Linked DNA regions of Zea mays: region 2 is linked to region 1. A link is a contact called in public Hi-C data. All regions are on one chromosome and are shown on one strand. The core of a region is the stretch at or near the end of the contact, and the rest is flanking DNA. Distances in the headings are between cores, read along the strand shown.

Region 1 (3,396 bases), core at 462-2,961:
ACCCGGTCTTTGTGACCACCTCAACGGGGAGTATGTTTGCAAGAACCGAACCTCGGTAAAACAAATCACCGTGTCATCCGTTCTATTTATTTGGTTGATTTGTTTTAGCCCTCTCTTGCGAACTCCGTTTTATTTCTAACATCAACCCCGGCTTGTAGTTGTGCTTAAAGTTATAAATTTCAGATTTGGCTATTCACCCCCTCTAGGCAACTTTCAGTAGACCCCAATGTGCAGCGCACTGCACACCCACTCTGCCACACAAAACGCAACCACGAGCGAGCCCACACGACCAACGCATCTCCAACAACCATCAACGTGCAGACACCCAATATAAGGCACAAGTGGCATTGCGGCAGGATGTTGCAGCATGCTAGGCCTGCAAAAATGTCGTAGTGGTACTCACCCTCAGCCAAGGTCGGACCTTATCGACAAGTGCGATTGCACATGGCCCAAAATTCTGAGGGGCCTAAAAAACTTCTTAGCTCAACAGTAAGCCTAAACAATATTTATCAGTGAACAGACTAACATTATATCATCTAAGCTGAACTCAATTAACAACTAGATTGTTGCTCTTCAAACACATTTATCAATACATTTGTTTATTTATGTATTCTATTACAATATAATTTCTTAAAAACAGATAGATTTAATATAAAGAGTTATAAGTGTTATCTAGTAAACCTTTTACAATTCAGAATACATAAATTATATAATTTTGATTATATTTTTCTATAAAATAAGACCTCTTTTGAATTTTAGTACAAGACCTCTAAATTTACCACCCCGTCCCTGCTCTCAGCCCACTGTCCCAAGACAGGTGCTGTGTCCACTGCCTCCTTCGCTAAACGTGCTTTGTTTTAGTAGCTCTTCCTTTAATCTATTTTTTTGTTCGGCCACTGCCATGAAAAACGTAGTGTTTCCCGTGATATAAATAAAAATCCGTTTTAATGCACTTCGCGATGAGCCTTGCTGGCCGCTCTGGATCGTAGACGCTCGAATAAAGATAGTTTTTGTTTCATATAATTAGTAGCGAAGAGCCAGAATAGATGAATGATAAATTACGCTTTAATATTATATATGTACATTATATGTATAGCTATTATGTATATAGATATAGAATTGTACTCTTTTTTAAGGTTGAGGGAGTACTTGTCGCCTGCATGTATATCAACTTTTGGTTTGCTTGGCACTGTTTTTTTCAAGTTATATTAGTCCTCTATCCATTCTAAATTATAAAATAGTTTTTATCTTTTTAGACACAGATTTTTTATATACTTAGATATACATCATATCTCGATATACAGTTAGAGAAATATATCTAAAAATATCAAAACATCTCATAATAAAGAGTGTAGCACTGAGCACATTTCTTAAAATTCATTGTTCTTCAAACCTTTTATTCAGACAGAGTTACAGGCGCAGAAGCACACATACATATGAGCAAAATCGATTAAGTTAATTACAAACGTAATCCTAAATGAATTCCTTGTGCCGCACTATATGCTAGTTGCTAGCCTAGTAGCCTCCGTGTGGAGAGGAACCACACGTTCCTCCTAAGAAGGAAAAAAAAAACAAAAATCACGAAGCAGACAGCACCGGACACACTGACGCGGACTTGGAAAGGCACTGGAGGGGCAGTTTGGTCAAACCCGCAGGCCGAGAGGAAAGAAAGTGCCCGGCCCACCCGCTGGGATCAACTGCCGAACCGTCTGGAAGGCACTAACGCCGTGACAACACTCAAATTACCAAAACACCCTCGTCCATCTTCGACTGAGCTCGGCCGTCCGATCACCTTCAAGATTCCCGAACCGCTTCCCACGGCAGCTCGCTCCCTATATGAATCGAGCGGCGCGCGATCATCCATTAACGGAACAAAGTACTTGCGAGGCAACGGGAAGGAGGTAGAAGAGGGAGAGTAAAGTAGCGCGCCGCAGCCGCAGCGGAGGAAAGGCAAGGGCGGCGAGGGAACACGCGGTTGCTTGCGGAAACCCGCTCGACTCGGTCTCTCCGCCCGCGAGTTGGGTTGATCGGAGGGTTTGATGACGGGGGCGCGGGAGCCGGTGGCCATGGAGATACCAGCGGAGGAAGGGCCAGCGGCGGCGAGGGCGCCGCCGCGGCGGATTAGGAGGAGGCTGGTGGAGGGGGCGCGCGGCGGTGGGGCGCCGGCGAGCGTGGAGGAGATCGAGGCCAGGCTTAGGGAGGCCGAGCTCCGGAGGCAGGTACGTGTCCCTTTCGTCCTGTTTCCTTCTTCCCGCCGCGTGCTAGTTTGGTTTACGTTGCTTCTTGCTTGCTCGTAGTTGCCAGTTGGGTTGCTTCGGCGTGAACTGTGAAGTCGAAATAATTCGTAGCGGTCACGATAATTACTTGATCGCTTTTTACTGGTGCGGTGAGGCGAGGCCAGGGTAGTTGTTCTCCGCCCGTTTCTGAAGCTGTTCTTTTTTTTTTTCTGGATTTCTCCTGCGATTTCATTGGCCATTAATTCCAAATTGGAGTTCCTTTTGGCGAGACAAAACCTGTTTTACTCTTTTCATGTGCGAATTTGTTGGCAAGTAAGGGTGTAGGAACGAGGAATTGGGAGGTGCAGACTGCAGAGTGTGTGGATTGTGGAAGGTTTGGGAAAATTGGATGAGCACCGTTAAAGGATCTCTGGTTTAGAAAATACTACTGAAAGATTTAGTTGTAGAAAACTAGCACCTGAAGGTTGCTCCGTTGTTTCGTTTTACCATCCACGTTGACTTGTCCGGAAAAAAATTGGTTGGAGCAACACAAGCACCGACCGCGTGGATTGGCTTAGAAGTAACTTGACACACATGTACCTCTGCAAAATTTGGTGACCAAAAACATGGTTGGAGCTTTTTGTTGCTTAATGTGAATTGTGATTTGCTAGTCGATGTTTTGTTAAATTTGCTCTAAACCGTTTAATGAGGAGTCTCTTGATGGGTCTCTAGGGGCCTAAGTTAAAAAAATTAAGCCCGTCTCTTCACGGACTTTCGTAGTCTTTCGTAGTCCGATGGTTCTTGTCGTAGTCCAATGGTTCTTGAGAGTTGTCGTGTTTACTGTTTGTTTGATTCATTTTGGGAGTAAAGTGTCATAGGAAACAACTATTGGAGTCGAATTGGACTGATTGCAGTATAGGATAACTTGTTGACTTTTCGAATGTTGTTTTTCAGCAATTCCGTGAATGGTTGGCCTGCAAAGCAAGGAAGAAGCCACGGAGCCCGTCGTGGTCCTCTCAAGAAGAAGACCATGGGCAGCGCCTTGAAGCGAAGCTTCTGGCTGCTGAGCAGAAAAGGCTAAGCCTCTTGGCGAAGGCACAGAACCGACTCGCCAAGTTGGATGAACTCAGACAAGCTGCTAAGAATGATGTGGAAATGAGGTTTGAGAAGGAAAGGGAAG
Region 2 (3,209 bases), core at 98-2,597, 280 kb before region 1:
ATCTGAAGAAGAATGCAGTTTTCCCGATTCACGTTCCCAGACATTAAGTTTTGTAGGGCTAGAAAAGCTCTCAGGGGCTACAAGTGTAGCGAAATACTTCCCATCCCCTCGCCAAGAAATTGCACTTCGACTCTGACCACCGGTACTGTCTGTGTTGTCAATGGTCTCGTCCTGAGAAGAAGGATGTTTAGAATTGGGAGAGAACACAAACACACACAAAAAGAACGTGTATATTCAGTAAGACTTTAGTATATTAAACATACTTGAGGGTCAAGTGAAGTCTCAAACAGCACTTCCCAGTCCTGTGTGATGACAAGCAGTTGGCCGAGTCCAGTGGTGACAGAGAGAAGGGCCCCATCGGGGCTAGAGGCAATGGTGTTGACACCACCTTCCAGTCTTCCGACAACTTCAGTTGTTTTCTCCTCCACGTTATATAAGAGAAGACAACCATCTGACGACCCAAGGAGTAGAGACTCCCTCTCCATAAGATAATCCATGGCAACAATGCGATCTCCAGGATCAAGAACAACCTCCTCCATGTCAGAGTGTTGAGTAGCAGTTTTGCTCCATTGCAGTAGTTGCTGCAGAAGTGGTACGAAAGCAAGATAGTCAGCACAACCTGGAAAGCTACAAGATGAAGTTGTTGGCATAGCGAACTTTTTTTCCTGGACTGAAAAAATTAAACCATTGGCTATACAAGAATACAGCAATATTTTAGTAAGTGTTGCTTGCTGGCTTTCTAGCGTAGACACAGTGAAAGAAACAAAGAAGCAAGGAAAAAAAAACTCGTCTTGATCAGCAGGGGATGGGGTGGAATTGGAGACCTGTTCCTGGGTGGAGGACGAGGGCAGTGAGACGGTGTAGATGAAGTTGGCGGAGGAAGCGAAGAAAGCGCGGCGGCTCTCTGCGTCGATGGCGGAGGCGACGAGGGTTTCGCCGTCTATCTGGAGCTGGAGCTGCTGCGGGAGCCTCGTCACAAGGCGCAGGTTCTTCATCTCGCCGACGCCGCGCTGCCGACGTCGAGGGTTTTAGTAGAAGCCGGTAGTTCGAGGAGTTTTTATTTGGTTTGCCGTTCGCTCGCTTTTGGGAAACGGCAGCTGGCGGCGGCGGCGGCCGTGGGCGGGCGGGACGGCGACGACGGCTGTGTTTTCGTTCGGTCGAAGAAATTGGCTAGGTCAACACGAGGATGAAAGGAAACCGCCGGAAGGCAGAAAGTAGAGAGCCCACCAAGGCCCAAAACAATGATTCGGGAAACTGTGTTGTTTGTTTTAAGGGAAATTTGGATCCATACCATTAAAAGATCACCACTTTGGATCCATACCATTACTATCTCACTTACATGTGGGTCCACATGAGTCAATGACATGTGGGGTCCATGGTATATATCTAAAGATTGGATCTTTTAATGGTATAGATCCAATTATTCCTTGTTTTAAATCACTTTTGGAATTCCTTCGTTTTTTTAAATCCATAGCTAACTACCACGTCACTAATTATCATTTTCAGAAAACACAGCCATAACACAAAAATAACTAACTTCCACTTCACATTTTTCCCTACCATATACCTCTCCATGTAGAGTTGTAGACCTTACAGTGTAACATCTTATCTCTGAGTTCCCAGTTTCTCATGTGGACTTTATGAGTTTGTAACATTTGTCCACTGTAGCCACATCCAACACATGGCATAGACAGTATTATTTATAGAGAGAAATTTTAAAATAAAAGATGAGATTAGAGAGATGGTTGGACATGGCATAGACAGTATTATTTTAAGATTTATGCGATCGATCCTGAAGCTGCATTGCCGCGTACATGCATCCTGATACATTTCATGAAGTACAGACAAAACCTTAGAACAGCTATTCAAATTATTCATATGCAGATATGCTATACCCCTTTACACGTGAAATCTGTACAGGTCGAAAACCCAAAAGAAACGCCAGGCAAAAAGTTTCATCGGCGAGAGCGACGAAGCCAATCCTGGATAGCGAACCGAAGGGCGTGGTTAGGTGTGAGACTGAGATGCTCCAGTTTCAGGTTGTTCAGAGGCGCTGTCCCCTGCCCAGTCTCCAACTCCATCCGCTCACGGATCGCCCGCCCTTCGTAGGTCACCCCATCAGCAGCGCACACCTGAGGATCATGCATTATCTCCTGCAAGCCAAAACAGAAGAGGGAAAGAATAAAAGAAACGCACCGAGTTTCTTGTCATCATCACAATTCACATCGATCCAACCCCCATACCCGTTTCCCTAGTTAACAATGGTGCAAGACGATGGTACTTGCCTGCATAATCGGGCACAGGAAAGAGGAGGGTGCTTGTTCCTCCTCCCTCGTCAAGTGTAGCTGTTCCAGCTCTCGTACGGTCTCAGCAGTCAGGTCTGGGCGATCCCGGCTTCTGTCCTCACTGCACCTCAGGCCCAGTTCCGCTAGCCTTCCGGCCACCTCCATAGGCCAATGCCCAGCAGCAGGGTCGAGAATTGACGATAGCTTGCCACAAGCCATGGCACACCTTACTTCACCAGCAAGCCGCCGTGCAGGCTCCTGTCTTCCGGTCAGTAGCTGGAGTATCACGGTTCCGAAGCAGTATACGTCAGACTTGGGTGTCAACACTTTGCTTCTCATGTACTCCGGATCTGCGTAGGGAAAAGACCCTTCCGGAGGCTCAGAACCCCCCGACGGGTAATCCTTCACGTCGCCTGTGAATAGCCGAGAGATACCGAAATCGGCTATCTTGCAATGGCATTCGGTATCTAGAAGGATGTTCTCGAGTTTCAAGTTGCCGTGTACGATCGTCTGAGGCTTACAGGAATGCAAGAACAGCAGCGCGTCTGAGATCTCGGCGACGATGCGTGCACGAATTCTCCACGGCAAGTGACGGCTGCTGCGTCTGCTGAAGAGGCGGTCGTGAAGGCTCCCGTTTGGCAGGTATTCATAAACGAGGCACAGCGCTTCCGGGCACGCCCCAACCAGTGTCACTAGATGAGGGTGCCTCACATTGCTGAGGATATAAACCTGACATAGAAAAGAGAAATAAGTATCTTCAGCTATGCGAGGATATGTTCTTAGACACATACATAACTGATAAAAGGTCCCCATGAATTCAATAGCAACTTCTAGAGTGCACTGGCTAATCAATAAACATATCAAGTGCAAAAGATGAGAAAATCGGAGAAACATGGAATACCTCTTGCTGGAACTGCCTCACGC

What was found. A called contact is a pair of places that touch in the nucleus more often than the background predicts.
Region 2: a Hi-C map of leaf shows a contact between it and region 1, with 7 times the contacts expected there. The contact joins the promoter of LOC100193043 here to the promoter of LOC103646427 in region 1. A contact is called at or near these places in 2 of 25 Hi-C or Micro-C datasets (ear and leaf).

The regions. Positions count from the first base shown.
Region 1 is chr2:50,330,154-50,333,549 of Zm-B73-REFERENCE-NAM-5.0, reverse strand. It overlaps LOC103646427, which reads left to right and starts at 1,711. Exons shown (of 6, transcript XM_020548296.3): 1 at 1,711-2,219; 2 at 3,171-3,396. The coding sequence starts at 2,040.
Region 2 is chr2:50,611,591-50,614,799 of Zm-B73-REFERENCE-NAM-5.0, reverse strand. LOC100193043 reads right to left here and starts at 1,347. Exons shown (of 5, transcript NM_001357854.2): 1 at 825-1,347; 2 at 264-581; 3 at 1-171. The coding sequence starts at 995. It overlaps LOC103646429, which reads right to left. Exons shown (of 7, transcript XM_008671166.4): 5 at 3,187-3,209; 6 at 2,286-3,014; 7 at 1,760-2,153. The coding sequence ends at 1,956.